2 separate regions of the Triticum aestivum genome follow, and region 1 is linked to region 2. Evidence: chromatin contacts called from public Hi-C data. All regions are on one chromosome and are shown on one strand. Each heading gives the region's core, a stretch centred on a gene start, on an enhancer-like site or on the middle of the called end of the contact. The rest is flanking DNA. Distances are from core to core; before and after follow the strand shown. Region 1 has its middle 15 kb from the start of LOC123124775. Region 2 holds the start of LOC123121479 (putative 1-phosphatidylinositol-3-phosphate 5-kinase FAB1C).

Region 1 (5,858 bases), core at 2,659-5,158, 53 kb before region 2:
TATGAAAAACCCGCGAAAACCGATACAAACAGGGTCACGCCCTCTTGAAAGCACGACGCACCCAGAGCCACGACCACTTTGGCCAACGCGGCACCCCCAACAGAAGATGCCCAGCATCACGCACCACAACAGCCAACTCAGAACCTCAAGCAGACTACTCACAAAATAAGAAACATCGGAGCGAGAAACACATCCTTGAAACTAACATCTTGCAACCTTCCTCTCATTGACAAGGCGAATCAAACCTTGGGAGATAGTAGGCATGGCAAGGAGACCTTTGATCAGCTCGGTGAAGTCATTTTTTGTAACTTTAAATCTAAGGTTTGTGACATTGAACTTAAATTTAAGTACTGTGAACACTGAACTTGAAAATTTTAGGTATCACGGTGCTACCTCGATTGAAACATCAGCAACTAAACCATGAGACTGAGCACCAGATATCCACCCATGCTACCCATACTCCGGTAATCCTAGGCCTCGACCACGGCCATTAGAGCAATTCCAACGCGCCGACCCAAATGGACGGCGGTTTTGTCCGCTTTTTGTTCATCTGGGTCGGCCGCCCGCTCGGTGTCCGTCCTGTTTAATATTTGGATCGGCAGCCGACCCTTATTTACCAGTGTGACCGGCTGGCCATCCTTTTTTAATAAATATGCACCCATTTTTTATTATTTCACAAGCAAACATATAAAAATTAGCATAGTTTCACAACCAACTAAATCACAGTTTCAAAACCAAATAAATTAAGCATAGTTTTACAAGCCGAGTAAAAGTTAAATTGTCTCAAATACATGTGAAAAGAAAATACATCTATTGATTGCCAACATGAGCCCACATTTACGTCGGCGAAGTCCATTTTGTACCTTGTCAAACTCTCGAACAGCTTGCGGGCGTCGTCGAAGGAGCTCGGCGAAGAGATGCGCGCCTCCCTCGCACCAGGTGGCCGGCCTGGAGACGTCCGACGAGCGTGTCGGCGTCAGGACGAAGGAGCTGGCCGGGGTGGCGAGGCGGCTTGCTGCTCGCGGCAGCGTCGGGGAGGTGGGGGTGGGAGGCTTCCGTGGCCCGGCGGTGAGGTGGCGACATTGGGGGGAGGTGTGTCGGCACCGGCAAATGGGCGGTGACGACGACGCGGCGGAGGCGGGCGAGGGTTTGCTGTTGATATGGGGATGGGAGAGGATGGCCAATGTGCCACCGACTAACGGGCCAGAGGGAGGAGCAGGTGGGTGCCGCGCGCGTCTGTCTTGTGGCCGCGCCGGCGTAAATGAGGCTAAAAAATGGGCCGAGAATGGATCGGCAAGCTGACAAAAAGCGAATGCGCGTCCGTTTGGGTTGACGCGTTGGGTCGATTTTTCTGTCAGCCGTAACTTAAAAAAACGCGCGGGACGAAATGGGTCGTTGTGTTGGAGTTGCTCTTACCAAACCAGCAGTACAAGTAGTACTGTATTTGAGTCGGGAACGGCGAGACTCGTGCCGCACTGCTGGCACTACCGTCGAAAGTCGTAGTGTGGGAATGGCCGGTGCTTTTGATGCGGGCAAGCCGTGTCCGCTTCCTCGTGCTGAATGGATTACGCTTTATCTACTAGCCTCGCGCATTATTGCTCAGCTCTTGCCTTGCTTTCGGTATTCGGTACCCCTCCCTCCTTTCGGTATTTGTTTCAATCAGCGCGTGATTAGTGCAGTACACGGTGCTTTTCCGTTATTGTATACTAGCACCGAACATTAACCTCCGAACCTCCGGTCGATCTGCTCTGGTCAGTCAGCTACAGGAATGCTGACAAGGGTTGCCGCAGGCAGGCAGCTGCTTCTGTTGTTAAAGGAAGGCGGCGGTTTGACAGACGCACGCACCCGTTCCGTACGGCAATTTGGCCATGTAGATAGATCGAACAACCGAACGTACGTACGTGAACGGACATGTCAACTTGCTGCGATGTTGCCGTAATCAGCTCGGGGGCGGCGCGGACGGGCGCGAGCAAGGTGACGCGATGGGTTCGCCGACTCACCGGCTGCGCACGTACGTAGGGTGGCTGCGCACAGGTTAGAGGAGAGGCTAGTGGCCTGTGTCCATTGCAAAAGTGTAGGTGTTTGTGTGGGTGGAGAGGGTCCGAGTGTGATCCATCGGACTGTGAGGCTTCAGAGTTGCACTAGCTGCTTATCTGCATCCTGCGCCACATACAACCCACGATGTAAAGAACGAACGGGAATAACTTTGCTTTTCGTGGTCCCGCGGGAAAATTCTTTCACAGCTCACGACGGTGCGTCTTGCGCGCCTTGGGTGGTCACGGTTGCATACCAGGTTGAGGCACCTAGGTGCAGTAAAGAGCGTCTGCAGCCAGACTTTGCAAATCCGGCCTGACCGGACACCCTTCAAATATTACGCCACGCATCCATATATCATAAATTTCGATTCTTAAATCCATGTAGGTCGATCATATGTATAAACTATTAGAATGCCCAAGTTTGAAACAAAGCAAAGCAAATTATAGTTCAACAATCCGGACATGGCAAAACGAAATCAATGTTCGAGCATGACGGATGGCCTCGGATCACTGGTTGGGCGCGTGCTTCGAGCGGAATGCGTCCTGGTCATCCTGCTCCGACTGCATCCGGGCTGCCTGCTCCGCCTGCATCCGGGCTGCAGCCACCCTCGCCGCCTCGTACTTCCTACGTCGTTGATCTCCATCTTCTTGTCCACAAGCCACTTCTTCGAATGCCCATCATAGAGGTTCTCGTCCGCCAACATAATCCTCGCATCTTCCACGTCCGAACCTCCCTGCGCCGTCACCGCCGCCTCCCTCTCTCGCTGCCGGCGTCGCCGCAACTTGCGGGCGACGTTCTCCGCCTTGTAAGTCACCGCGGACGAAATCATGCCGCCGAAGGACGAGGCGGACTGCGTCTCCGTCGCGGCGGTGTGGGTCGGACTGGACAACATCTCCGGCGGTGGATCGGGACCGGAGGTGAGGATTGGGAATAAGGGTGGAGGCCGGCGAGGGTCCGGGCGCGGGAATGGTTGGAGGACGGCGAGACGAGGAGGAAGGGTCTGATGGATTTGATGCAAATTAGGGTGAGGTTGGGCTGTCGGGTCCAACGTGGCGGACGTGCCTGGACGCACCCGAGCGTCCCATATCTGTTCCATATTTGGACTGAATATGGCGGTGCCGGTCAGCCCGGGCGTTTGAGAGGCCCGTCTAGGTCAAAAAAATCACGATCGGGCAGTGATCGGTCGGCTCGTCCGGACGTATGAAACGGGTTTGGGAGGTCCGGTTGTAGATGCTCTAATCATGAACTTTTCCCAAGTAGTACTACTACGCTGCGTAAATGCGGGCTTAATTACCTCGCCGCCGACAACGTGAGCCGAGCCTGCTATGAATGCGCCCACCGCACGTCCCGAGAAAGATCGTCCGAAATCACAGGGATCGATCGATCCAGAATTGCACTTGCACTCTTGCACGGATACGAGGTGTGATGTACTACTACTTGACTAGCCACCACGCAAAGGCAAACAGGGCGATACTCCGGCCCCGGGGCTCACGGGACGGAGGCCGAGGCCGGACACGCAGTCACGAAGATCACGCAAGGGAAGAACGGCACGCCATTGACCTGAACGAAAAGATACACGAAACATTCCGCCCGCCGCGCGCCCATTTCCCCCGGCGGTCGTCACGTCACGTCACGCTTAACGGCGACGCCGCAATTAGCCTCGCCCCTATGTCCGGGAGTCCACCTGCAGTCACGAGGATGAGAAGCAAAGCTTTCGATCGGTGCGACGCACCCACCCAACCAAGCTTTTCGTGCTGGGTTTTTATCTATCCCTCCACGTCAAAAGACTCCGGTTGACGCGCACGATACCTGTGACCGTGAGCACCGACGGACCTAGGAAACCAGGAGCGCACGACCTGGCTGGGAGCAGCCGCGCACGGACCGGAGGACGGGGGCACGAGCTGGAGCGCGTCGGTCATGTGATCCGGCCCACTGATCCGCGTGCATCCGCTCATCGGATCGGGTTCACGGGAGGCGGCGACTTGGGGTGGGAGTCCGAGCAGGGAGACCTCGGGGGTTTCATCAGTGGATGCGCGCCTCCTTCGAGCTACGTAGTCTCCTGGGACTTCGCCACCACGTTGCCTTCCTTCCATTTTTCTTCCTCGGCGCCACACAGACACCCGTCTTCTGCCTAACCTGTCCTGCGTGGAATGCACGCTTTGTCGATGAGAACGAGGTGTCACCGTCTGCTGCGTCCATCGAGGGAGTAGAGCGAGAGATCCATCGTTTTCTTCGTGATCCTTTTTCCGTGGCGAAAATGATCCGTATAGGGGATTCTTTAGTGACGAAAATGATCTTCTTTTCCTTTCTAGACTAGACGATAGAAACCTGGTGCTGACCCTCTTTGCACCATAGGAGCCAACGTAATGTTCTGTTTCCATTTTTTTATAGCAGGCAACTGAGTTTATAAAAAGAACGAACATGAGCTGGAGAGCTCAAGATAAAACCAGAAGTCACATAAGATCATTCCTCCAGTTAACTGCAGTGGCAAAGACACACTCAAGCTGCGTGGAAAACACTTAAATACAAATAGAAGCCATGCAAATGGTAGCATAGAATTCATAAATTGACATGGAGCGGTATTTGACATCACAAGTTTAAATATGTGGCACCGCCATGGATCAGTAGCGCGGAGCTACGGCGAAAAAGCTAGCGGGCTAGAGTACATTATTGCACATACTTCATGTAAAACTTGTGCTACCCATACATCATCGTAAGCTCACGAACATAGAGTGGAAATGTATCGAAGACCGGTTCGAAAAGAAACTTAGTTGCTGGAAGGGCAAACTTCTGTCTTATGGAGGCCGGTTGATTCTTATTAATTCGGTGCTTACAAGTTTGCCGATGTTCCTACTATCTTTCTTTGAGGTTCCAGTTGGGGTTAGGAAAAGGTTGGACTTTTATCGGTCAAGATTTTTTTGGCAGAGTGATGATCTAAAAAGAAAGTATAGACTCGCAAAGTGGGATATTATTTGTCGTCCCAAGGATCAGGGGGGGTTGGGTATCGAGAATCTTGAGGTAAAGAACAGATGCCTGCTTAGTAAGTGGCTAAATAAGTTATCAGACGGGACTGATGCGACTTGGGCACAGATACTTCGTAACAAGTATTTGCAATCCAAAACTTTGTCACAGGTGACAATGAGACCAACTGATTCGCCATTTTGGAAGGGGCTTATGAGAGTTAAGACAGCCTTCTTTAATAGAACAAAGTTCATAGTCGGCGATGGTAACGATACTCGCTTCTGGGAGGACACATGGCTTGGTGAGACTCCTTTGGCACTACAATACCCAACTCTGTATCGTATTGTGCATAGACGTGATGCGCTTGTGGCAACGGTTATGCAGGCCACCCCCCTTAATATTCAGTTTAGGAGGGTGCTTGTTGATAATAGATGGGAAGATTGGCTTCATCTGGTGCGTAGACTGATGGAGGTTCAGCTACGACATCAGCCCGATCAGTTATGTTGGAAGCTTACTAGGTCTGGACATTTTACCGTTAAATCGATGTACATCGATGTTATTAACTCGAGTGTCATTCCTAAATCCAAACATGTTTGGAAAGTCAAAGTTCCTTTGAAAATCAAAGTATTTATGTGGTTTGTCCATAAACAGGTCATTCTAACAAAGGACAACTTGGTTAAGCGCAATTGGACAGGATCTACTAGGTGTAGTTTCTGTGATCGGGATGAAACCATTAAGCATCTATTCTTTGAGTGCCCGTTGGCAAGAATTTTGTGGCGCTCAGTGCAAATTGCTTTTAACATTACTCCTCCGAGTTCGGTCGGGTCGTTATTTGGAACGTGGCTGGATGGGATAGAGTC
Region 2 (5,747 bases), core at 261-2,760:
AATTTAAATATCTTATAACAAGTATATAAATTTTAAACAACGGTCAAAGTAGCATCTCAAGGATTGTGCCCATATAGATTGAGTATTTAATGTTATCTTGTAATATTGAAGTATTCTTATATTATATATACTTCCTCAAGTATCTAAAGTCAAGCATGTGCATCAAGTGCATTGATAACAAATATATAAGCAAATAAAGTACTCTTACATCAAAATATGCATAATCTGCCATTAATAATGTCCCATTATTAAGACATAGATACAAAAATTCCATCCAATTCACTTTCCTTACATCATGTAAGCTTTTACAATTACAGTTTTTTTTACCAAAATCACCTCTTTATTCACTCGCTATCAAAGTTGCATCGTTTACAAGCATGGAAATCACCTCATCCGGTGTTGAATCCATCCAAACAGAAGGAGGTGAAAATCTAGCTATCCTAGCCAGTTCATGAGCTACTTGATTACTTTCCCTATTGCAATGAGCATAGGTTACATGATTGAAATCAAGAGACATAAAAAAACAGTCATAAAAAATAGCACTGGCCACCGATGATGAACTACCATCATTCAGAGCTTCAACAACTTTCATGCTATTCGAATTGATCTCAATTTTGCTACATCCCATAGTACGTGCAAGATTCAAGCCAAATCTCACTGCCACGACTTCTGCTGTAAATGAATCATAGCAAATCTTCATCTTTTCATTTGCTGCGGCAATGGACTTCCCATTGTGGTCTCGGGTAACAGCCCCCACGGTCCCCACAAGTGAATCAAAATCAAAACCCGCGTCCACATTCAGCTTCATATAACCGAACTTAGGTTTTTTCCAATCAGGTAAATTAACTAGATAAGGTTATGTTTATCTTTAACGTATTTTCCTTACCGTCAACAATCATCATTTACTCTCCACATCCCTTTTTACAAGAATTATGTTACTTTTTCATAATTGTCATCAATTGTAAGGCATATCTTTATGATAGATTTTCATTGATCTTTCCCAAGCTTTCTCCTTCAAAATTGAACTTAGTGAAATAAGTATACTTAAAACCTGGCATTATATGCCATTGATAATGGCCCATTATCAACAACTGCAAACATATATTTTTTCATTTCATTTCATTTTAAGTACCGTCCATTTACACGTGTGTAGAACACGCGCGTTGCGTGGACAGTCGTGCGGTGCGAAGCGAGTCGTAACTCATACGACCTGGTTCCGCACGTTCACGGGCTGTTATTAATTTTCACAACCGGGGCTGTTAATAATCACCAAAAGAGAAGAGATAAAAGATGGATATCATTAAGTGCTACAGATAAGATTACATCCACATCCATTCCATATTTCCTTGGATTAATAATCATCCATCCTTTATAGGTACTCCTATATAGATATCCACCGTACACAAGGCGAGACCGAAAGGAGGAAGGAAACGGGGTTTCGACAGCGCACGCAGCCTCCCCTCGCCGTTAGCGTCCCCATTTTACGGCGTCACTTTCCTAGTATTCACTCTCAAATCTCCCTCCCAATCTCCATATCCGTATAATAAGCACCACCGCTTCGCCGCCGCCGCCCGCCAGCCTTCCCCTGCTCTCTCCTCCAAGCTCTCGCCAACGCACGCGTTCCCACCCCTCCAAACCTCCCAAATCTGCAACCAAGCCGCGCTTCTCCGGCCCCGATCCTCTGGCCGCCGCCCGCCTCTCCCGCATTGGCTGCTGAATCCCCGCCCCACCGCCTCCTCGCCGGAGCCCCGCTCCATCTCCTCCTCGCCGGAGCCCCGCTCCATCGCCTCCTCGCCGGAGCCCCGCTCCATCTCCGACCGCCCCCGCCCCCGCCCCCCAGGGCCTGGGCACACCAGTTAGTTCCGCGCGCGTTGGTGGGGAGGTGGACGGTGGCTTTGGGAGGAAGGAATCTTCCGCGCGTCCGCGTCGCGTAGGTTCGGCGCGCCCCGTTGTTTCCTGCTCCATTTTTTTTGGCAGTTTTTTTAGTCGGTTGGTTTGAACGTAGCGTGGTGGCCTGGTAGGGATGGGTGTGCTGGATTTCGCGGCGATGGGCGCAGCGGAGAAGACCAGATCCCTCGTCGCCGACCACCCGCAGCGCCACATGCACAAGGGCGGCACCGATGGGGACGCACTCGCGCGCATAGAGACGCGACGCCGCCGATCGGTGGGCCATGCCGGCGGCCCGCCCGGGCGGCCAAACAGCCCGGCGTCGCCTGCTGAGCCGCCCATGACGCCGCTGCGGGCGCCCGAGGCGAGATCCAGGAGCAAAGGCGACGTGGCGCCGCGCTCCCCTCCTCCAGACCGCGATATTAGGTAACGGAAATCTCTGTCTCTATCTGTAGTGCAAAATTAATTGGTTCCTAACACTAAACTATAGTAGTACTCCTAATGATATGGAGGTGAACTAGTAAATCAGTTATTATTTACTTCCGTTGCCTTCTAATAAGTGCAAAATGTCTGGTCAATTGACTTAGAATGGCTTTAAGTAATCGCCCCTCTTTCTTTGGAAGTAGTGGTTGATGGACGCTGATGGCTTGAGTAGAGGTAGGTTGTCTAGCTCTGGCCACTGTTGACGAGTTCTGAATAATTTTTTGATGCAGGCAAGCGGATGACGAGGAGGCTCATGAACCCAGGGTCCAGTTTTTATCCCCAGGGACTTACTTCTTAAATGACTTTTCAGATACAGATTCTAGTGTTAGTGTTAGTAACTCAACATACAGATCGATGACCCCAAGCCCCACAGAGAGTCCTACTTGTGCGGCGAGGCAGAATGATGGTGCAATTGCAGCAATCGACTCAGATGATGCTCATGATCTAGCTGGTGTTAGCATCGCCGAGAACAGCAAAGCAAGCCATGTGCCGTCCTGTATCTTCGACTTTGGTGGAAATATTTGGTGCCCACCACCGCCTGAAGATGAGATTGATGATGCTGAATCGAGGTTATTTGGATTCGATGACGATGATGATGAAATTGGGGACTCCAACAACATTTTTGCCCCAAGTTGTTTCAGTGCTAAAACTAATAGAGCAACTGGTGTTAGTAATATTAATTGTGGGTCCCACCAAGAGAGTGTTCAGAAGGATCTATTTAGGCATTTTCAAGCTCTAGTTGCACAGTTACTGAAGGCGGAAGGTGTTGGGTTGGCCAGTGAGAAGGATTCCAAAATCTGGCTCGATATTGTGTCCTCGTTAGCATGGCAAGCCGCTTACTTTGTGAAACCTGACACCAAGAAAGGCGGCAGCATGGATCCTAGTGATTATGTGAAGATCAAGTGCATAGCATCTGGGAACCCAACTGATAGGTATGTGCTCGCTTCCGTTGTTTCTACGCATTGCATGCTTCTACTGATCATAATTTGGAACTGATTGATAACCCGTTGATTGCAGCAATTTTATAAGAGGAATTGTTTGCTCCAAGAATGTAAAACACAAACGCATGGTCTCTGAGTACAGTAATGCCAAATTGCTCATTTTAGGAGGTGCACTCGAGTACCAGAAAGCTTCTAATAAGTTAGCATCAATTGGAACTATACTCGAACAGGTTTGTGTCTGTGCATGTTTTTGAAATTTAAGTATGATGTTTAGTTGTTTGCAGTCTTGCTGACAAATGTTCTATCTGTAGGAGAAGGAATATCTACGAACTGTTGTTGGAAAGATTGAGTCTAGGAAACCTAATGTGCTGATAGTTGAGAAGAGTGTCTCATCTTATGCCCAGGAGCTCTTAGCGAAAGATATCTCATTAGTTCTGAATGTAAAGAGGACACTTTTGGAGAGAATATCAAAATGCACAGGCGGTCAGATTGCCTCGTCAATTGATAACATTGCTTCAGCAAGGCTAGGGCAATGTGACATGTTCAAGGTGGAAAAGGTTCTGGAATCATTTGCATCAGGACATGCAGAGAAGAGACCAACAACAAAAACACTGATGTTTTTTGAAGGCTGTCTGAAGCGCCTGGGTTGCACGGTAATTATCCCTTTGTGAAGATACTTGATTGGAATAATAAAATGGTTTGTTGGCATTTATTTACACTTCTCCTATCATATGATGTGCTCAGCTGTTGATCTTATATACTTTGGAACTGTTCTTGAATTGCTTACTCATATATTATTCCAGAACCATTCTGCAAGCTAAACGTGCAATGCTTTTATTTAGGTCCTACTAAGAGGAAATTGTCGAGAAGAACTGAAGAAGATTAAGCATGCAATGCAACTTGCAGTTTTTGCTGCTTATCATCTGTCCCTCGAGACATCATTCCTTGCTGATGAGGGCGCAACAATTCCACGAGTTATTTCAGTAACTGCAATGGGTGCACAAGAAGCATGGACCAATACAGATCACATTTCTGCTAAGTCTGCTGATCGTGATACTACTGATAGTCTCAGAGCTGCTACTAAATGGCCACATACTGCTGCTATCACGCAAATGTTTGATGGTATTTCTGCATCACCGCCTTCATTACGATTGGATGGGGAAAGCCTTGGAAGTGCACCTGAGTGTACCGAATCTGAATCTCCTGTTAATCATGCCAATTCTCTGAATGCCGTTAATGCCTGCCAAAAAGCTGTCTTGGCAAAGATACCCGTGGATTTATCTCTTTTGGAAAACAGTGGGAGTGGTCTACCACCAGATGACTTCCAAGCAGGAGGCCTAGATAACCAGAACAGGCTTTCATGTAGCTACTTACCTGGTACTGACAATCATCAGAGCATCTTAGTTTCCCTCTCAAGCACCTGTATCCCCAAAAACATAGCATGTGAGCGTTCCCACCTCTTCCGCATCAAGTTTTATGGTAGCTTTGATAAGCCACTTGGGAGATACCTTCGCGAAAACTTATTTGACCAGGTACATCTGATATGTGCCTATGCATTGTATTCTGTTTTCTCAAATATTCCTTATCAATTTTTTCAAAATAGCAATGTGTTGTTGCATTTCTTTTCAGGCATATTGCTGTCCGTCATGCAAGGAGCCTTCAGAATCACATGCCAGATGCTACATGCACCAGAACGGCAGCCTAACAATAAGTGTTAGGCGTCTCTTATCCCAAAAGCTGCCAGGTGAACACGATGGAAGGATATGGATGTGGCACAGATGTATGAAGTGCAAATTTGAAGATGGATTGCCGCCTGCTACACATAGAGTGGTCATGTCTGATTCTGCTTGGGGTCTATCCTTTGGGAAGTTTCTAGAGCTCAGCTTTTCTAATCATGCAACTGCCAACCGAATTGCGAGCTGTGGGCATTCTCTACAACGGGACTGCCTTCGTTTCTATGGGTCTGTAGCTCATTCATATGTTTCAGCTCTCTGTATCCAATCCTATCGTGAAATTGAATCTGCTTACAAAACATTGCAGGTATGGAAATATGGTAGCAGCCTTCCATTATAGTCCCATGGTTACTCGATCAGTTAACCTCCCACCCTCGGTGCTGAATTTCAGTTGCCACGGCATGCAAGACTGGGTGAAAGGAGAAACAGTCATGGTACGCTGTTTAATGTTCTATGTTAAACAGTTCAGTGATTCATTTCTGTGCCCTTCATTCTCAACTTTGGTTATTTGCAATAATTTTCTTATGTAGGTATTTGATGAAATGGAATCCTTACATATGGAGGTATATGGTTTCCTTAATAGTATTGAGAGGAGTATCACCACCTTGGATGAGCCAGTAAAAACAGGTATACGGAGGCAGATTATAGAGATGAAGGATTTGCTTAACAGGGAAAGAAATGAATACGAGGTCCGCCTTCTATT

What was found. Hi-C and Micro-C count contacts between places; a contact is called where the count stands out from the background.
Region 1: a contact with region 2 is called in a Hi-C map of leaf, with 5 times the contacts expected there. The contact joins the enhancer-like site here to the promoter of LOC123121479 in region 2. A contact is called at or near these places in 4 of 5 Hi-C or Micro-C datasets (leaf and an unstated tissue).

What each region holds. Positions count from the first base shown.
Region 1 is chr5D:323,343,316-323,349,173 of IWGSC CS RefSeq v2.1, reverse strand. No RefSeq gene overlaps it. Among protein-coding and RNA genes, the nearest start is that of LOC123124775, 15 kb to the left of the region's middle. Within about 2 kb of position 3,908, at least 3 of the 8 cell types and tissues checked have an H3K27ac peak or open chromatin away from gene starts, as enhancers often do. A contact at or near this core is called in leaf, where this site is marked.
Region 2 is chr5D:323,288,188-323,293,934 of IWGSC CS RefSeq v2.1, reverse strand. LOC123121479 (putative 1-phosphatidylinositol-3-phosphate 5-kinase FAB1C) reads left to right here and starts at 1,510. Exons shown (of 12, transcript XM_044541477.1): 1 at 1,510-1,930; 2 at 2,006-2,313; 3 at 2,601-3,302; 4 at 3,388-3,541; 5 at 3,623-3,964; 6 at 4,154-4,843; 7 at 4,941-5,272; 8 at 5,352-5,478; 9 at 5,575-5,733. The coding sequence starts at 2,024.